Linked DNA regions of Zea mays: region 2 is linked to region 1. The links are chromatin contacts, called in public Hi-C maps. All regions are on one chromosome and are shown on one strand. Each heading gives the region's core, a stretch centred on a gene start, on an enhancer-like site or on the middle of the called end of the contact. The rest is flanking DNA. Distances are from core to core; before and after follow the strand shown. Region 1 overlaps LOC103634908 (a long non-coding RNA gene). Region 2 holds the start of LOC103634916 (NAC domain-containing protein 75).

The links. A called contact is a pair of places that touch in the nucleus more often than the background predicts.
Region 2: a contact with region 1 is called in a Hi-C map of ear, with 2.5 times the contacts expected there. The contact joins the promoter of LOC103634916 here to the enhancer-like site in region 1. A contact is called at or near these places in 3 of 25 Hi-C or Micro-C datasets (ear, leaf mesophyll and tassel).

What each region holds. Positions count from the first base shown.
Region 1 is chr8:21,183,865-21,190,728 of Zm-B73-REFERENCE-NAM-5.0, reverse strand. LOC103634908 (a long non-coding RNA gene) reads right to left here. Exons shown (of 6, transcript XR_556997.3): 3 at 6,650-6,864; 4 at 6,367-6,405; 5 at 6,140-6,277; 6 at 5,186-6,058. It overlaps LOC103634910 (a long non-coding RNA gene), which reads left to right. Exons shown (of 9, transcript XR_002264414.1): 3 at 1-864; 4 at 958-1,109; 5 at 1,223-1,623; 6 at 1,703-1,762; 7 at 1,945-2,002; 8 at 2,110-2,197; 9 at 2,353-2,610. Among protein-coding and RNA genes, the nearest start is that of LOC103634910, 5.7 kb to the left of the region's middle. Within about 2 kb of position 3,983, at least 17 of the 20 cell types and tissues checked have an H3K27ac peak or open chromatin away from gene starts, as enhancers often do. A contact at or near this core is called in ear and tassel, where this site is marked.
Region 2 is chr8:21,416,392-21,423,255 of Zm-B73-REFERENCE-NAM-5.0, reverse strand. LOC103634916 (NAC domain-containing protein 75) reads right to left here and starts at 3,079. Exons shown (of 9, transcript XM_020542516.3): 1 at 2,874-3,079; 2 at 2,704-2,799; 3 at 2,503-2,631.

The DNA of each region.
Region 1 (6,864 bases), core at 2,734-5,233:
TGGATACAGTTCCTTCTAACACTCACTATTTTTATACCACATTTCAAATCTGCTCCTCTCTAATCTTATACCCATAGTTAGCTAACAGTTTAATAAACAACAGTCTACTAAGCTAGCAGTAGCAATATTTAAACTAAAATTGTAAATAAACCTTGTTTTTTACCATTACCTCTTTATATATTACATTCAGACCAGTTTGGTCTCCCTCTTCAGACAATATTCAATACTTATATTTATTTTTTAACTAAAACTAATAGCCACGGTTTCATTTCGTTTTTTCTATAAACAAATCACTGATAGATGTTACTGCAAAAGAAAAATCGCAGCTGACTAGAATCAGTGTCTACAAAACAGTTCATTTTTAAACGGTGTTATAATTGCTTGTATTTCTTAGACACTATTTCAATTTTTTTAAATGATGATACATGCTATCCTCTTTTTCCTAAAGCGGGTTACAGGACATCCTATTGTCTTCAAATTTTTTTAAATAAAAGTATTGTTCATACTACTCATGCACAACTTCAATACAAAACAAATTAAGGTACACACCCTCTCCTTTTTTGATTGAACTCTTAGGATACCATGTTCTCTTTAAAAAACCAAAAAAATATTTAGATGTTGAGCCAATCGTTCACATCACACTGTTTACGCCAAAATAGAAAATATAAGAGGAACTTTAACAAAAAATACTAAAACTAAGTCTTATCTGATCATGGTTGTGACATCACTTGAAGGTTGCAAAACAATGACCTCCAACTAATACAACCCACAACAGCTGAAGAAGAAATTCAGCTTTCTCAACCACCAAATTTGGAAGACAAGACCGTTGAAAAGCTGCTCAACATAGATCCGGATATGTTTCCCGTACTCACTACTAAATCCTCCTATGTTTCACTTCTTTAACACAGATAATATGCTTATCTAACTTCGTATATTTTTTTCTCTTTTATAATGTAGGCAGAAGGCTATAGATGTATTGTTACTATATCACGCATCGTGCAAAATAGCAGATGGTGGTACCCATCTTGCTCCAGGTGCCACAAATCTTCATCTCAAATCTCAACTGGATATCACTGCACATCATGTGGCTGCACAAATATTAAGTTTAGGTAAAGCTGAGCACACACACTTGATTTACCACCATTTATTTCGTTTTGATAAAGTCTTATCTTTACTACATACTTAATTGTTGCTTCGAAGCACTCATAATTTCAATTGGCAGATACAAGCTCAGCTTCATTGCTACTGATGGAACATGCGAAGCAGAGTTCTTTTTTTTGATAGCATAGCCAGAAAAATAGTAGGAGAACCTTAGGGCAACCTTGTTACAGCAGTTACAACTTCTGAGAGTCCCAGCAGCCCTAGCCGCTATTGTGTGTCTGAAATTTACTCTTGCAGTTGCCATCAATATGTCAGCCTACTATGTCATGAACAGAGTATTCTCTATTCTATCTATTTTAACAAATCATGGAAGACAGACCTTCATACCATCTAACATGCCTAGCCATCCTCAACAAGAGTTGTATACACAAGATGAAGTACCTAGCCTTCCGGTCGGCCACACAAGACTCTCCAGCAACATCAATGGCAAAACTATCTACCTGTAGCAACGAAAGAAACGAGGTATGAAACTTCTTGTTTTTCTTGCCATGTACAACATATTATAAACGTCTCATTTCTTCATGCATACAACTTGATAAAGTCTATTCAACAGGCACGATGACGTGTTCTAATATATTCAGATATGCCACATGACACAGAGGTACCTTTAGTACTGCTAAATACTTAATTTTCATGCACTCACAGAGTTACATATCTATTGAATTTTAATACCAGATATAAATTAATACAAACAATACACACAAAATAAATAAACCAAGACAAAATGAACTTCCACTTTGTCATAGCAAACTACATTCATAGATTTTATGCACTTAACCACAGGGTGATGACAGCGCATAAGTGAACTCAACAAGCAAGAGATATCGTCACCACCAAAATGGTATGTATTAGAAAGATAGTTGGACATGATAGCAGTAGCAACGACGACCTTCTTTTAAATGCTAGATCTTATTTCCACGCTAATACAACATTCATGATATTACATAGGATAAAACATAGCCACACTAGCAAAGGCATACCAGATCTTACAAACCCCAAAAAGAAAAGCTCCTAAATCGTCATCAACTTCGTGAAGGTATAACACCATGTGCAAACCTTATTCATACACCGCAAATATCCTTATACACAATCTACATAATATATTCCACTCACCGTTTTACCTAGCAACATTAACAAACTATTGGGAAAAAAATTCCAAAACTCTAATATTTTCTTCTCCTTTGTGCACAGGTGTTTGCTTTTTGCGCACCTATCAGGAGCACCATCACTTTTGGATCATGAATGCTTTCCTATAGATATGAACCTACTGTTATACTATTTGTGGATATGTACATATTGACTTAACACCTGCAAGCACATTGTTGCTAAGTGTTGATGTATGGTAGTTGAATGCTACTTAGTATGTATTGTAGTCTAAATCCACTCTACAGCTGGTATCAACTATTATATAAAAACAACGTCATATGCTTATATTTGGTTTCCTCCTTACGCATTATATACTCATATTATGTTTAAATATTTGTTTTACATACCTGGGTAGTCACGCCAAACCCTTAAGCTATATGTGCTCACGCGCGCTGGGCGCGCGCTAAACACTAGTATATATAGAACCACAGCTTTACCGAGCCTACTCTAGCACTCGTACGTACATGACTATCTAGCTATTACATATATATTAGTAGTATTAATTAAAGGTATTAGTGCAGGACAGGACAGCAGTGTCTGTTCTAGCTTGTTCAACCGGGTTTAGCGCGCGGCCACACAATAATTGGTCGCAACAAAGCGTGAAGCGAGTACGCGCGTGCGGCTTTGGGCCAAACGAGATCGACGCAGAGTTGTAGATAGGGGCTCAAACCAGTCATTTCTGATCCGGACATGCAGGTATGTAATACTAATGCCCAACGCTAATGCACGGACAAAAGCGTCGTTATGGATTGCAATCCACGCAAAGCGGGCGGCGCGTCAGAGAGAGGGAAAAGGGTTCGGTTAGGGCCGGTTAGGTTAGCGCGCAGATCGTGGTCGGGGCCCCGCCTGACTACTGACTAGTAAGTAGTAAAGCGGAGACGACGACGGAGACCTCTGGTGAGCAGTTCTCGCACGGATAAGAACCAGACCCGTTGGAATGACAATGCCATAGCACTGCTAGCTCCTTGGTCACGCAGTACACCTAAGAACCAGATTGCCTGCATGCACGGACACGAAACCGAACTACAACACAATATACTCGCCTGTAGCCTACCCTGCCCTCAGGCATACGTACGTAGTACTCGTGTAACGTTTACACCTTCTTCTTCAGCCTCTCGAGCGACCTTTCAACTTGGTGACGACGCCACACTCCGTCCGAGACTAGTAATAATGTAGCAGCAGCAGACGCCAGTGTGGATGAGGAGCCCTGATCCAACCACGTACGCACGGTGTACAGCAGGAAGCCTAGCTAGTACGTAAACAAAGGAAAAAGATGCTCATCATCACTCATCAGCAAAGCCGGGTGGATTAGATCACGTACCATATCGACGGTTTGGATTTGACCAACGACCACTGTAGCCTAAGCTGGTCCAAGATTCGAGGAGAGCGCGGCGGTGGCGGTTGGCCAGCGGCGGCACGTATAACTGCGGGTCTGCGGCACACGGCAGAGCGCCGCGTGGGTTGGGGGGAAAGGCGACGAGGAGCCCCGGCCGTACCCGTACGTGGTGCGCGGGCGCGGCAGCGACCACATGCGCGCTCCATGTGCGAGGGAGGGCAGGCGGGCCACGTCGCACGCCGGCTCCCCGCATGCATTCGCGCCTACTCTACTACAGTACCGGGCGGCGACGTGGTGCGCGGCGCCAGGCCAGGGCGCCTGGCACGGGCACGGGCCATGTGCGCCTCGAACACGATAGAGGGGTGGGGGTGGCCGTGGCACGTGGAGCGACCGGGACACGTCGCGCGCAGCGCAGGCGCGGCGGGCAGTACGGCGAGGAGGAGGGGAGAAAGGTCTCTCGGATTCGCGGGCGCGGGCCGGGAAAAGGAATCAATGGAGAGAGAGAGCGCCTAGAAGCGTCCGCACCACACAGTTGGGGTAGCTATAGCTCCGTAGCAGCGGCGGCCTGCTTCCCGGCTGGCGACACGGAGACCGACCGCCCGGCCGGCGTGGAGTAACCACGACGAGCCCGTGGGCCTGCTGCTAGCCGCGCCGGCGGCGTACGCACTCACTCACTGACTGCTCCCCGATCGCGTACCACTCGTCCACTCCTCCCTCGGGGGCCCAATCAAGCCTGGCACAGCGGCACCACAGCCGCGGGCAATGATGCTTCTTACGGCTTCTGGTCACTAAAAAGGTAACTAGTGTCTAACGCGCGCCATAAGCGCGCTATTTTTTTTTAACATTTTAACATTCTTATCAAAATGTATGTAAAAAAGAAGGAACAGTATATCCGATGACGAAGTTGTACATCATCAAAAATATATATATTGTAATGGTTCCTTATTTCTAGGAAGCATGTAGCACGATGTAAAGGTTATCTATATATATTCATGCATTGTATTTAGTTACAAAATGCTAATATATGTGGTCTCGATGGCACATCTAATAAGATCATCATTTAAAATCAATATAAGCAATAATACTACAGTTATTTTTTATATATATGAACAGAGCAATTTACCTGTGCATAAGAAAGCATAAATATGTATTTTTTCCCAACTTTGAACAGTTCTAATAATTCCTTTTGGCAAAACATGTGATTCAAACTATCACTGTTTGCCCGATTCCAAAAATGTAAGTACTTAGATATATAAGTCAAGCTAAAATACATAGCATTGTTGCTCCTTAGTTACTAGAAAAACAATTTGCCAAGTTGAACCTCACCTGTAGTCTTTCACGACACTTAAGATCCTGTTTGAATAACTGTTTCATGTCTTTCAACCCTTTAAATCTACATTTAAAACATTCACATGGAAACTTTTGATGATGAGTACTTTAAGGGGGCATGATATTAGAACTCATATGAATGGCAAGCATCGGACAACCATTAATTCCAAAAACAAAAGGACCAAACATACCTTGTAAATGTTAAACCAAACATCCGCTTGGCTGTATATATTACTCTTAGTGCAGATAGAATATAGGACTATGCAAAACTGCGACTCTCAAGTCTAGCAACCGCGAAGAAATATCAATGGTTGGACCAATTCAAACACATTGACCATATAAGATTATATCCTCATCTGCTACACCATATTTTCCCTTGCGGCAGTTATATGCTACCTCAGTTTCTGCATATGCATTTCTGCATATGCATTACACTCAGTGGGATGTTCAATGGAAGAATAAACTTTCCACTAAGATATGGTTAGAGAGAAGATTATAGTTTCTACATAAGGTATTTGTTAAGCAACCAAAATATAAGAACAAAAGATACCTTCCCTGTAGATCTTCCATGAGCAGAATAACCATACCTGCATCACACATATAAGTCTGTTTGAAATCACTAAATCAATTTCAGGGAGAAGACTGTTCCTAACTTTAACCACATTTGGGTAAGGAACTAGTCGTCCCTGCATAATGCAATCCACGTAGAAAGACCCACTAACCATGTCACAAAATGCAAGGCACCACCTCATCAGCATTGTAAAATCTAAGATACATCCACAAAATATATTATCTTGCCTCTTTGTCACACCTACAAAGTCTGTGCATTTCCTATCTGGTGCATAACTAATAATCTATGTAGCCCGCCATTTTTTCATGTGAAAGAAATTAATCTCACAAGAAACACAAGGATTTGATGTCACCTGCCACCAAAGACAATCCAAGACTTTCATTTCCCAGCCGGGAAGCACTGCTTAATCATGATAACACAAAAGTGGCAAAAGTTTCAACATAGCATTTCCTTACATCAACTGCAAACAGAAAGGCAAATCCAACGACGCATACAACTTTGCCATCATTCATGTCCTATAAACAACACAAGCAAGACGGTCAACAAAGATACTAAAGAGACAATTTTTTGACAAGGTGACAGAGGCTTTCAGATACCTGTTCAAATACATCAACCAGTGATCGAGATGATTATATCAAAGCAATAGGTGTTGGTTTACCATGGTTCGCAAACTTCACAGCAAAACATGTCACCAAATCCTCCACTTGCATCTGCCAAAATGGAATTGTGTCTTTCTATAGAATATTTCAGCAAGAGCATATTCAGTGTTTCCCTTTCTACTTCAGAGGATCATCTCATGTTTTGAGTAACCAAATATACGAACCAGGAGTATCGATGGCAGCAAGATTGTTGGGCTCAAAATCTAGCAGTAAAAAGGAAATCGACAAATTGCAGGTTAGTTATCGCATTGTTAGTCAACTCAAATATATGCACCAATTTCATTTCACGCCTGAAAAGTTATGACAGAAAAGAAGCACTATTTTGTAACTGGGGATAGTTGCAAGCAGTCCAGGGTTAACCGATTGCAGAGAATAAACAATGCATGTCCAAATACAGTATGTAGTTTATATAATACTAAGAAAGAAAGAAAGACAAAATACATGTACCACTTGTGAATCCCTATATGCTCTTAATGAATTTCTGCTCCACCGTCAGGAACTATTAGTTGGTGGAGAGGGAGAGCTCGACGTGACGATGGCAACCACCATGTGACGTTGCTATTGCTGGGCCCGTGTGGCCGCGCTGCAAGTAGAATCAAACAAAGCAAGCTTGTAATTGTGCAACCAAACATTTTTCTCTTTAATAAATTATGGTGACAGAA
Region 2 (6,864 bases), core at 1,830-4,329, 230 kb before region 1:
TATATAGTGTAAAAAGGATTAGAGTGCTAACATACTAAAATAATTATGGTCTCCGGATCCTTCATCTATGACTAAGTACAATCCTACTTAGGCTTTGTTCGTTTGTCCAGGAATGGACCAGGAATCAATCCAGCTGATTAAGGGTGTGTTTGGTTTGACTTTTGGCTTTTGGCTTTTGCCCCCTAAAAGCCAACCAAAGGGTTAGATCTAGGAAGCAGCTTTTTCTAAAAGCTGGCTTTCTCACAGTGCAAATCTGAAAGCACCCCTGAACCTGCTTTTAGTGGCTTTTCGAATGGAACTGTGAAAACATATATCGAAGAACTTTTAACGACTTTTAGTGGTTTCCACCAAACAGTTTTTAGTTTTTTAACGGCTTACAGCCTACAGCAGCTTTTTCCACAGCTCACAGCCCACAGCAACTTTTTTCACAGCCACAGCCCAACCAAACAGACCCTAAAACTTATATAAATTAGAGAAACAAATCGGCTATGAATTATTCCATGCCTCCATTCCGGAAGAAACGAACAGCCCCTTAGAGAGATAGAGCCCTATTCTCTAAGATTGTAGGGATTCTTTCGAAAATAGTCTAAATGATTAGGCAGAATTGCACTCGGCCATAAATGATGGATCCAATAGACAAGATTTAATGTTAAAATGCTAGCACCCTGATCCTTTTTGCACCAGATATGTTGACTATATTCAAAAGAGTTTATTTTCATATGACGGCGGAATAAGTAAGCAACGTAGGTACAAATTAAAGGTGATAGTTTATATTATAGTTAGAATAGGCAATTTTAAAACAAATACAGGGGTTAATTTTTGTTGTCTAATAATAGATGTGCGTACTCAAGTTACGGGCAGATTTATAGGGATGTTTCAAATTATTATTCAAAATGGCATAGTTGAGTGATAGAATGTTGATGCAAATTTAAGGGGTTCTTTTCTGTATTCCTTATGCAAGCTTGCATCTTCTATGCATTTTTTAGGAGATAGCTTTAAAATTAATTTAGGATAAAAATATATAAGAGAGTAATGCTGGAGTAGATTATCTAAAAATTGTCTCCTATATTAATCCCATCGTACGGCACTCCTAACGGAGCACTGATTCTGATGTTCAGAGTTCAAATGCACAGGTAAAACATGTGAGGAACAGCGCAGCCTGGCGTTCTCTGCGTGCGTGGCTAATGCACAGGGCACAGATCAGAATCGACTGGTTGTCCCAAGTCCAAACAGCTGGGGCCCAGCCTCCCAGGCGCAATTGCCCCGGCACCAGTGCACCACCGTTCAGCTATCCCTGTGGCTCGGGCTCCCCTCCCGTTGCTGTCAATTGTCATGTATGGAGACCCCCAGCGGCAGAACAGAGCATGAAACCTGACCAGACCGCGACGATGCCACGGCGGCGTCCGGTCCGAGAAGGCGCGAGAGGGCCAGCTGCTTGGGTTGGACTTGGACACCCAGCAGCAGGTCCCGGCCATGGTCAGCAGCTGGCTGCTGCTGCTGGCCTTCTCTTCCCTTTCGTCTCACTCCATCCAATCCCACGAGAAGGAGGAGGAGGAAGGGAATTCATTTTATAAATAATTAAAAGAAAAGCAAGAGTATAAAGCCAAGCCACGTTAGGCAGGGCAATCCAAGCGATGTCGTCGACCGGTCCACCTCGCCGCGTGTTGCATTGTGCCTCTCATGGGGGGGGCCCATCACGATGACCTGACAACTCCTCCCAATGCCGACACGACGTCTCGCGGGACGACGCGCGCGCGGCCATCGGACGGGACGGAGGAGCCCCGCATTCCGCCCGGCGGCGATCGTTCCGTGCGTCGTCGCCGTGTGTCATGTCATCTTGGTTGTGTTAACTTGATGCGCCCTCTCTCGTTGTCGTCTGTCAGGACTCAGGGAGTCAAGACTCCCAAGACCCACACACAACAGTGATGCAGCAAGCAGTGCCAGTGTGCCACCTCGTTCGCGCATTCGGGCTGGGCCTGGGCTCATAAATGTTCAGACTAATCAGCAAGGGCTCACGTTTGACTAGGCACGTACGTATGCCAGCAGGTCGGTCGAGAGGTCTGTTGCGCTACCGGCATACACTTGGAGTCGCGCTTCTGGCCAACCGACGGATCCGTCGCCACCCACGCAATAATTGGCATCCCATTTGCTTGGTGGGCGCGCAATCGCTGATGCTCAGGTCGCAGCAAATACGTATCCTAATCAATAATGCCATGAGTAAACCGTAGTAGCATATATGTGTGTTGTTTTTCTGGCTTTAATTTACTGAAAGCAACAGACCCCAGAACCGTGGTCTCTATGAATAAAGCGCTTTCCTCTAACAACTTTAACTCATGTTGGTTTGTGTACTCCTTCTATTCTAAAATATTAGTTGTTTTAGCTCTTATATTTTATGTCTATGTTCAAATATATAATAATGAATATTAAGTATTGTATGAATCAACTAAAAAGATAAAACGGATTTTATTTAAAGAAACCGTATATGTAGTGCATATGACTGACCTGTAGCTTAGGCTCTTAGCCGTCATCTCTCTCTGAAACACGACCGTTCAGCTGAATCAATGTATATGTAGCAGAGCAGACGCGTTGTTCAACGGTCCATCGGTCGCAGCTCCCTTTGCGCGGCGCGACCTGCCAAGATCAGTCAAACAGGCCCGGGTTACATCGACCTCTCGACACATTCCGTGACAACAGATGTGCTACCTGGGCGAGAGGAAGACGAGAACGGCCGATCAGCTCCAGGAGCCGAGAGCGTTGGCGCGTCGCGGTTTTTACAGTTGATCGCACCGGCCGGCTAGCCTGCGTGCCACGCGAAAACGACAGCGGATATAGTATGATGAACACCATGCGTGCGTGCGTGCGGCTATTCGCACCTGCTGCTAGGGCCGGTCGTGCTCGGGACTTGGGCAGACAGCACAGGTCATCCCCCCTCCCATGCGCGCCATGAGGACTTCTCTCGACATCATCATCATCAGGGCACGGGCTTCAACAAGCACATGCTTCTTCCTTCCCTTCGATGCTTAGGGGGTGTTTGGTTTAGAGGGACTAATTTTTAGTCCCTCTATTTTATACCATTTTAGTACCTAAATTACCAAATACAGAAACTAAAACTTTATTTTAGTTTCCATATTTAATAATTTAGGAACTAAAATAGAATAAAATTGAAGGGACTAAAGATTAGTCCCTAAAACCAAACACCCCCTTATTTTAAGTGTACGTACGTATACCTAAAAGGGGGTAGCAACAATCATTAGATCATCAAACTGGAACAAGCTGCGGCATTATGGGAAGAAGCAACATTACATCACATACATGCATGAGAGGAATGCATTGAGAGGCGCGCTTTACTGATGCCTCCCATATATTTCTGCCTGGCAGTGTCACAAACGATTGCATCCCACTGGCTGTGCTGTTTTCCAGGCTTATGTATCAGCTACGTACTTCAGAATACTGTGAACCCGAGTTCTAAAATTGTGGGGGTATGAAAAAGGCCTGATCGAGCCATTAGCTTCTTCTTGTTTCCTGCCATTGGGCGTGCTCAGCTGGGTTTCTTATGTTAATGTGCTGTCGACAGAACAGACAGGGGCGCAGGAAAGGTTTGTTGAAGGAACTAAAATAGCTAACAGCTAGCTAGCTAAATGAACATCACTACTGCTCATCGGCTTCCAATGCTGTTAGCAAAAGAGCAAGCAGTTCATAAAAGCTCAGAGTGGAACAAACAGCACTATCTGTTTCGCGCTCCACACATGCTCATCATCAGCAGGTGGCAGAACTGGGTGCCATTTTGTCAGATTTACGATGCGCCTTAACTAACAAGTGATATAAGATGTGTTTGCACTTTGGAGTAACCAATCGACCATTGGCAAAGGTGATTTGCGTTGCCTCTCTAATGAAACTAACACCAGGAGACTAGCTAACTAGCAACCTTTCGCTACCAGCTACCGCTTATGCAATGACAAACACTGAATTGTAAGTTCAGTAAAAAAAAAAATCATACCTGCCTTCAGCTACAGACGACTACCACGCACGAGGCCTCGTACAGTTTGCACGCCTGATCTGTGCCTTCTACCAGGTACGAGGTCGTGATCCGATCAACAGCACTAACTGCTCACAAAGTACGATCCAAACAACCAACGACCTGTACCACCTACGCTCACAGCGACCGATCACCTGCATGTACCAACCAACCCTACTCATGCACCAAACTCTGCCCCCAAATCCCGATTTGCCCACGGCAGCTTGGCCCACACGGCCACACCACCATGCTTATGCCCAACGCATAGAGGAACAGCCCGACAAAGGCACAATGGACCATCTGACAGCCTTGTGCGAGCAAATCTTCAGGGGAGGGGGAGGGGGCAGGCCAGCTGCAACAACTGCTATTTATGAACTGACACCGGCATTTCATCGAGCAGGTGACCGAAGCTATGCGCATGCCTAGCGTACTTCCCGCCATCACTTATTGGCAGTTTCGCACTCGCTGAGTGCAAACCCGCGGGAGGAATTCCCCCGCTTTTCTGTGATGGAATTGGGAGCAGTCTACTCCGATGATAGAACACGCGAGCCAAACACGCAAGGAAATGCAGCGAAAATTAACGAGATACTTAACAAGTTGCAGAAACTTTCTGATCTGCCAGGAAGTCGCTATGCTGAGAGTGGATGCGGAAAAGCAAGGCTACAAAATCACTGATCGGCAATCTACCAAACAACTCACCTGCTCGGCGCCCCGGGGCTGCGGGGCGATTGTGCATCTCACTGTACTTCCGGCAGCGATCGGAGTCAGTGGCTGCGCGCCTGCGCCAAGACAACCGCGACCGTCCTCCCGCATGCAGTGACTGAGCCCTCGCCTCGCCACCGGCACCGCGCGAAGACGGAGGAGCCAGCAAACGGCGCCGGTGATCGTCTCGCCCCCATTTCAGCGTGCCCGGCGCGGCGGTTTACGATACGACGCGTGAATGTAATGGCCGGCAGGCCCAACATAACTAATAGATTTGGGCCAAACTGGGCCACAGTGTTAGGCCCAGAATGGTGTGGGGGCGGCCACACATGCGCGCCTCTCTCGCTCGCTGTGCGCACACACCCTCTCGACTCTCGAGTCTCGACTATCTCGAGCTCACACACTCGATATTTCAAATACAAATCATAACGAAGTGTTATCTTTTTTTTGGAAAGGAAGAGGCAAAAGACTTGCCGCTCCGATATATATTAGAGTAGGGAAGAAAGAACTGGATAATACAAAACCAAAGCAACTGGAGGAAGAGGAAAAGAAAGAAAAAATAAAAAGAGTTAAAAAGAGGTAAAAGAATAGAAAAAAAACCCCACTAGTCCAGACCAACAAGACCTCAGCTACTAGCAGTATCCGTTGACTGCAAGAGCTACTTGTTCAACGCTTCTATGCTGACTTTGGAAAATTCTGTTATTTCTTTCCAGCCATAAATTCCACAAAAAATGAATTAGCAGGTCGTCGAAGCATCTTCTTGACTGTCTGTTGCAAAGGCTACGCAGACCCGTCCACCAATCATACAAAGATGTGTCACTGAGAATCCCATTCAAGAAAGGAAGGTTGGCCCAAGACAACACTTTGTTCCACACCTCTCTACTAAAGAGGCAGTCCTTGGATAAGTGGAGAATTGTTTCTAGGGCCGAGTTGCAGAGACAGCATATTGGGTTGCAAGGCCAACCCCTTTTATGAAGGTTATCGGTCGTTAGGATTCTCTTATGTAGTAGTGTCCAGGCAAAAAAAGGCACTTCGGTTCCACCTTAGCCTTCCAAATAGGGCAGAGATTCATTTTACTGTAATTGGATGAGAATTGTATGTTGTAAGCACTGCTTGCACTGTACTGCCCATCTGCCGACCATCTCCAAGTAATGGTGTCCTCCAAACCATTAAGCTCTTGCATGTTACCTATGGCCTGCCATAGAGAGACAAACTCTCTAAGCTCAACCTCACCCGAGAATGGGAAGCATAATCGTATCCAGTTGTTGTTAGTGAGTGCTTTGTCAACCGTGATGTTCTTCCTCTTTGTCTTCTTGAAGAGCGAAGGTGCAATGTTCTTAGGGGCTAGACCTTGGATCTAGATAGATTTCCAGAACTCAGTTATCTTACCATTGCCAACCGTCACCATTGTGGAAGCATTGAAGAGATCTTCATCAGTTCTGTCACAAGGAAGCTTCATGGCAGTCCACGCCCTGTCTTTGCTTTTCCATCGCAACCAAAGCCATCTTAGTCTTAACCCCCTCGCAAAACGATCAAGATCCAGAATTCCAAGACCCCCCAGGATGCGTCATTTGTTCCTAGAGCTATTGACCTAGCAGCCAGAGAGCTCACTTCCCTTGCAACTCCTGGACAAGGTATCCCAATCCCCAACTATCTTATCTTGGCTGTTGGCTCCTGTTACTGTTGGTTAGAGTACTTGCTTGTCTGGAACTTCTTCTATTCCCATTACAGTTGACCAACGCCAACTGCATGGACCGTGCTAAAGCCTCAGCTAAATCAGCGATACTGGCGAACCTGGAATTGCAGGTATATAGGAATGTCACAAAACATTTGGCGCCAAGTTTTGGCATTTGGTGAAGGTCGTATCGTGTTTCGAATGTTATAGTGCTGTGATAAAATCATTGGTTTTCACCTGCTACTCGTGATTCTATTCCCTTCAAGGTCACAACAAGATGCTCTCGTGATATTGCTCCAGAGAGAGGGCATGTTTGCTGCTGATATTATTGTAGATGTTAAGTTCAGGGATGTGACTATTATGTATAGTCCGTGAAAGATATATCGAACTGTTGATGCTTTTCTGTTTTGTCATCTCCAGAGAGAGGGCTCTTTGGCGCCGCATGCCGCAGTTCTGAACATTCATGCGGTTA